Linked DNA regions of Mus musculus: region 1 is linked to region 2. The links are chromatin contacts, called in public promoter capture Hi-C maps. All regions are on one chromosome and are shown on one strand. Each heading gives the region's core, a stretch centred on a gene start, on an enhancer-like site or on the middle of the called end of the contact. The rest is flanking DNA. Distances are from core to core; before and after follow the strand shown.

The links. Promoter capture Hi-C pulls out the DNA fragments that hold promoters and counts their contacts.
Region 1: a promoter capture Hi-C map of liver shows a contact between it and region 2, with 6 times the contacts expected there. The contact joins the promoter of Spata22 here to the enhancer-like site in region 2. A contact is called at or near these places in 3 of 39 promoter capture datasets (hippocampal neurons and liver) and 1 of 115 datasets of contacts at active chromatin or transcription factors (astrocytes).

The regions. Positions count from the first base shown.
Region 1 is chr11:73,328,145-73,331,002 of GRCm38.p6, forward strand. Spata22 (spermatogenesis associated 22) reads left to right here and starts at 1,597. Exons shown (of 9, transcript NM_001045531.1): 1 at 1,597-1,631.
Region 2 is chr11:74,636,807-74,639,506 of GRCm38.p6, forward strand. It overlaps Ccdc92b (coiled-coil domain containing 92B), which reads left to right. Exons shown (of 4, transcript NM_001013784.1): 4 at 1,152-2,700. The coding sequence ends at 1,765. Among named protein-coding and RNA genes, the nearest start is that of Cluh, 11 kb to the right of the region's middle. Within about 2 kb of position 1,320, at least 322 of the 459 cell types and tissues checked have an H3K27ac peak or open chromatin away from gene starts, as enhancers often do. A contact at or near this core is called in astrocytes, hippocampal neurons and liver, where this site is marked.

The DNA.
Region 1 (2,858 bases), core at 347-2,846, 1.3 Mb before region 2:
CGCCTGTCTCTGCCTCCCAAGTGCTGGGATTAAAGGCATGCGCCACCACCGTCCGGCCATCCCTTGCCCTTTTAAGGAGAAATTATTAATTTTGGGGGGATTATGTATTGTACACATGCTTATGCACGCATGTATCAAGCCAAATTCCACTTCCTTGAGATTCCTTACACTCTTGCTTTAGGTAAGCACGAATAAGTCTTTTTCCAGACATTTTGCTGAAGCCTTTTTCCATATTGAAAATGATCCTATTAAAATTTTATTCCTTATCCTGTCATCCAGTCCACTACCACTCTTATTTACTGACAAAGAAAGTAACACATTTTTGTATTCTTCTAGGCATTTACTAATAAACATCTCTCCACAGCAGCCCTTTCTACTTCCCTTCAGTTATGTTGGATAGCCAGAAGACAGGGAAATAAGAGGACATGGTCTTTTAGCAAAGATATCTATTCTAAGTAGCTATACTGTAACTAGCTAGTCTATACTTCCAAAATAGCAGCCACCGCTGGAAGCAGGAATTAACTTTTATTGAGCACACATTATGTGCTGGACCCATTTAATATCTCTTTTAATATCTTAAGGCAATTAAGTAAATATTGTTATTGCTATTTTATCAAGGAAGGAAATGTAGACATCACATGCTCAAAGTCACAGAGCCAAGAACTCCCCATGTTTTCCAGTCAGGCTTCTGTGACAGAAGCTTCTCTTGACAGGAGGCTGTCTCTGTGAATCTAACAACAGTGTTAAAAATGAATGCTTTGTAAGAATTCAGAAACTGGGAATTACAAATGAGACTTTTTGAAATTATTCCAAAAAATGGCTTCTACCCATATGTGAAAGGCTGAAGAAAAATCAAGAAAAGCTACCAACTTAATGAGTTTGTTCACCTCTCCAATTGTTCCTTATATAGGGAGGAGCTCAGAGCCTCATACCACCCTGCTTCCTTTGTAGACCTCTGTGGCCCACGTGCTCGTTTGCTCTCCTTAACAATGGCAGCACCAGTCCTGCCCGCCTGTTCTCTACTTTGGATTGGGAGTCATTTTAAAACTGGTCTCAGTTCTCCCACAGGTCTCCTGCCTGACCCATGGCAGACGTGTGGTCACATTAGGCAAGACATACCTTGTTTTGCTGCCTTGGGAATGATTCTCTTTAGACACAGTCTAGGATGTCAGCAGCATCTTAGAAAACTTTTGTCTAGGAAATGGGCAAGGAGGAAGGGAAAGGGAGGCCATGATTTTCTGATGCCACGGGGGTGTAGCAAGGCTGAGCTGGGGAGCTCTTTCTGCCTCATCCATAACCAGAACAGGTTTCTGTCTGTGGACAAAACAGCTAAAGAGGTAGAGCCATGCCCGAGCCGGCTTTGTACCTCACAAGCGACAAGGCAAAGGGCGTCGCTTTTGCCTTTATGGGCAGAAAACAGCAAGTTGGTCCCGTTCCTTTAACTCTCGCGAGGCCTTGCCCCCTCGCCGCTCTCCCCGCCACCCCTGCCCCGCGCTTGCTTGCGTGGTTAGTAGCGCAGGTGCTCCAGAGCGCCTGCGCACTGAGCTTCAGGATTGGTGCGCCTGCGCAAAGCCTCCCGCGGGTTTTCAGAGGCGGGAAGTTCCGCGTGGCTGCCTGCTGAAGGAGGCGAGGTTAACTTGAGGGCTCTCTTTGTACATGGTGTTGGCCGGGGATTCATGGAGGGAAATACCGTTTGTTGACCTAAAACGGCCCCATGAGTGGCTGTGTCAGGCGGGAGGGGGGTGTTGGAAGGGAAGACGAATTTTGACTGAAAAATCGCTCCCCTCCTTTAAGGAGGCCTCAAAGAGGCCCTGTGTGGCCTCTGCTTGAGGCCACGGTGATCTTAGGGCAGGCTTGGCAGTGAGTTGGATAGTTACCTCTCTCTCTGACCCCAAACCTGCCCCACCACCCCACCTCCATCATCCCTGCTCCCATAGCCCCTGCCATCCCGGTCACCCCAGTCCCTCCAACTCTGCCCCCGCCACTCTGCCTCCGCCACCCCTGCTTCCACCACGCCTGTCATCCCGACCACCCTGCTCCTGTCACCCGTACCCCCGCCACCCCAGTCACCCCATTCCCATCAGCCCACCCCTGGTCCAGCTGAAACCGGTTCTCTTGGAAGCTGGGCTCAGATCATCAGAGTTTACTGGCCCAGGAAGATGATAGTGCACTTTCACGCATTTGTGAGCGAGGCATAAGTGGCCTGCCTCTGCAGTCCCAGCGCTTGGGTGGTAGAGATGGGAGGATCAGAAGTTTGAGGCAAGTCTGGGTCGTATGAATTCTATCTCACATGCCATAGGTTTAGGATATTTAAGGTATTAAGCTTCTGTAAGTCCTCTTAGGCTTAGGATGAGCTGGTGTTTCAGTGTTTTTGAGTTTTACTTTTGCAAATGATATTTGGACGCTAATGTTTACCTCTTTGATTGCACTGTTACCTGTGTGAACATCAGTCTGGCTCACTGGGCTGTGGATTTGCAGTAGAAATTATTTGGGTTTGTGTCTGGCCTTTTTTTTTTTTTTTATTCATGGGCAAACATTTGTTGAATTAAATAAATTATAATAAGATATAAATATATTAAGAAGCTCAAATCAGAAAAAAATACAATGGAAAAATATTTTATTTGTTTCTGTAAGTTTGCCAGTGCTGTAATTCGTTTCCCTTATAGCTTTGGTTCAGAATTCCCATCATGGGTCCTGAATTCTGAAATAAATTGCTTAAACTGTGTGGAAACTCTCTATATATTTAGAAAACAAGTTTATATCCAACCATGTCATAATTTGTTTGAACATAACTGGGAAAATGGGGCCTGTTTTAAATTTTTATTCACAAAACAGTTCCTGAGGTGATAACATTTGAC
Region 2 (2,700 bases), core at 70-2,569:
TTTTTTTTGAGACAGGGTTTCTCTGTATAGCTCTGGCTGTCCTGGAACTCACTCTGTAGACCAGGCTGGCCTCGAACTCAGAAATCCGCCTGCCTCTGCCTCCCGAGTGCTGGGATTAAAGGCGTGCGCCACCATGCCCGGCTTCTTTTTTTTTTTTTTTTTTTTTTTTGGTTTTGGTTTTTTCGAGACAAAGTTTCTCTGTGTAGCCCTGGCTGTCCTGGAACTCACTCTGTAGACCAGGCTGGCCTCGAACTCAGAAATCCGCCTGCCTCTGCCTCCCAAGTGCTGGGATTAAAGAATCCCTAAGCTAAAATGTTGTAAATCCTATAGATTGCTTCGTGAAGCTGAAGATAAGCTAGGGTACATGGGAACTCTTAGACTTGAATGGATTCTGCCTGCTTCTTCATATAGCACTCATGGGACACTTCTTGGTGTCTCTGTGCTTGAAGGAAGGGGGCACACACTCACAAGGAGGTACATGACTTAATACTAGCTTTCCTCTGGAAAGGTTTTTGGGGTCACCAGAGCTCAAGCCACTGCTGTATAAGGAACATATTCCCCTTTGCCTCTGAAATCCCAGGGTATAGATGGGGAGTAAAGTTCAGAAGGGGAGGGGTCCTCATCTCTGATTCTGCATGATCACCTAGGGATGCCTCAGCAGTGCCATTTCTAGGACCAATTCCAGAGGTTCTGGGTTAGACCGGTCAGCAAAAAAACTCCCAAAATGGCATCTGTGCTTTGTGGAGGAAAGAGCACAGCCACCCACTACCTCCTGAGCACACCTTCTGCTACTCAGCCCCTGCTGTTACCATGTCTTCCGATCACAAGGCTTTTGCACAAGCCGCTCTCCCTCCAGGAGTACCCTTCTCCAGTGGAGGGTCTGTTCATCCTAGCTCTCAAGCCCCTCTTGCCCTGAAGCCTTCGCTGATGGCATCACCTCCACCCTTAGAATCAGAATATTAATTTGTCTTTCTGACACATGTCACACTGGAGACCTGACATTTGTTTATGATTATTTACTACGCTGCGCCGTATGCTTCATGAAAACATATGAATGTTTGAGGCGGAAGAGCAGGAATGGCCTCTGGGCCAGCTGGGATATGTTTCACGCCTTTGAGAGCACCATCGCCTTATTTTTCCCTTCTCCACAGAAGAGGCGTCCCGAGAGCTGGAGGACAAGTGCCGCGCGCTAGAGTCGCAGCTGGAGGCACGGGCGGCGGCCAACGAGGAGCTGCGGCGGGAGGTGGCACAGCGGGAGGCGCTGGTGTCCGCGCTGCGCTGCAGCCTGCGCTCGGAGGAGCGCCGCTTTCTGGAGGAGCTGCGGCGCCGCAGCCATCGCGCCACGGTGCTGGGCACCGAGCTGCAGAAGCACACCGAAGCGGCCGCCTACCTCTCCTGCCAGCTGCACGCCGCGCGCCAGAGACTGCAGGGCCCCCGCTCTGGCGCCGCGGCCGCGGAGCCCCGGGTCCGCCGGCGTGCACAACGGGCCCGCCGCCCTCCGGAGGCGGCTGCCAAGGGTCCGAGCCGGGACTGGGCGACCTGGGAAGACGCCGATCCCATGCCGGACCCCGCGCTCTTTCTCTACCCACGGAGGCCGCCGCGGCCCGGCGCCCGTGGTCCTCGCCCTCTGCTACGCCAGGAGATGCCGGACCAAGATGCCCCGCACCCCGTGCCACACCAGGAGCCCCTGTACCAAGGCGACCCGCACCCTGGGCCCAGCGAGAGCGCAGTCGCCACGCCCAGCGCCCCAGGGGATCCTGAGTAGGCGCTGGGCAGGCCTTGGCAACAGGGAAAGCAGGCCGGGCCAGGCTGGATCAGGGATGGGGCGGAGTCCAGCCGGCCGATCCGCCCCAGCTCGGCCACTCACTAGAGCCGCCCCCGCTTGTGTGTTTCCAGAGATGAATTGTCTTCTCCGGAGAGGGAGCTCCTTTGCAGAGGGAACGCCAAAGCAATGCACCTTTTTTGTGGTGGACTGGCAGTAATGACCCTAATCTGTGTGTGTGTGTGTCCCCACTCCCCTGCGGGGGGTGGAGTGGAGTCCTGTCTGTCCTTGGAAAGCTGACAATCCCTTGTAGGGCGGGAGAAGTCTAAGTCTGCCTACTGGAAGGAACACGGTGGCACTTGGCACTGCTAGGCCCTCAAGCTCCCCTTCCCTGCTTTCTCCACCTCCCACTACCCCCCACCCCCCAGCCCTGCCCAGCCTTTTGCTCGGGAGAGGCAAGCTTAGGAGCTGGCTCGCGTACTCAGAAGTAGCTACTCCCCACCCCACTGATAAGTCCTTGAAGGTGAGCACGGAACACTTTAGAATCTATTTTAGAAGTCACGCCCTCTCAGAGCTGAGGTGTTCCTGGTGGCAGTGATTACAGAGAACAGCAAGGCTAGACCCTTGAAGCCAGTCGTGGAAGAGGACCTGATTGGTTCTTCCCAGGTTTGTCATGCAGGGGTGCAGGAGATTGGAGATAGGCAAGCTGGGGCACAGATTTGTCTTGGCAAGGGTAGAAGGGCCTCTTACCCTTCTGTTCCTGAGGCCACCTTAGAGACTTCCCAGTCCTGTTAGAGGTGCTAATCTTGCCCAGCTTTCCAAACAGCTGGCTGCACCCAGAGGCAGGAAGGAGAGCCCGGCTTCTTGGAAGTGGCAGCTATTCATAGAAACTTGATTTTTCTGGGGAACAAAGTAAAGTGGTTAGTCCTTGGTGGTAC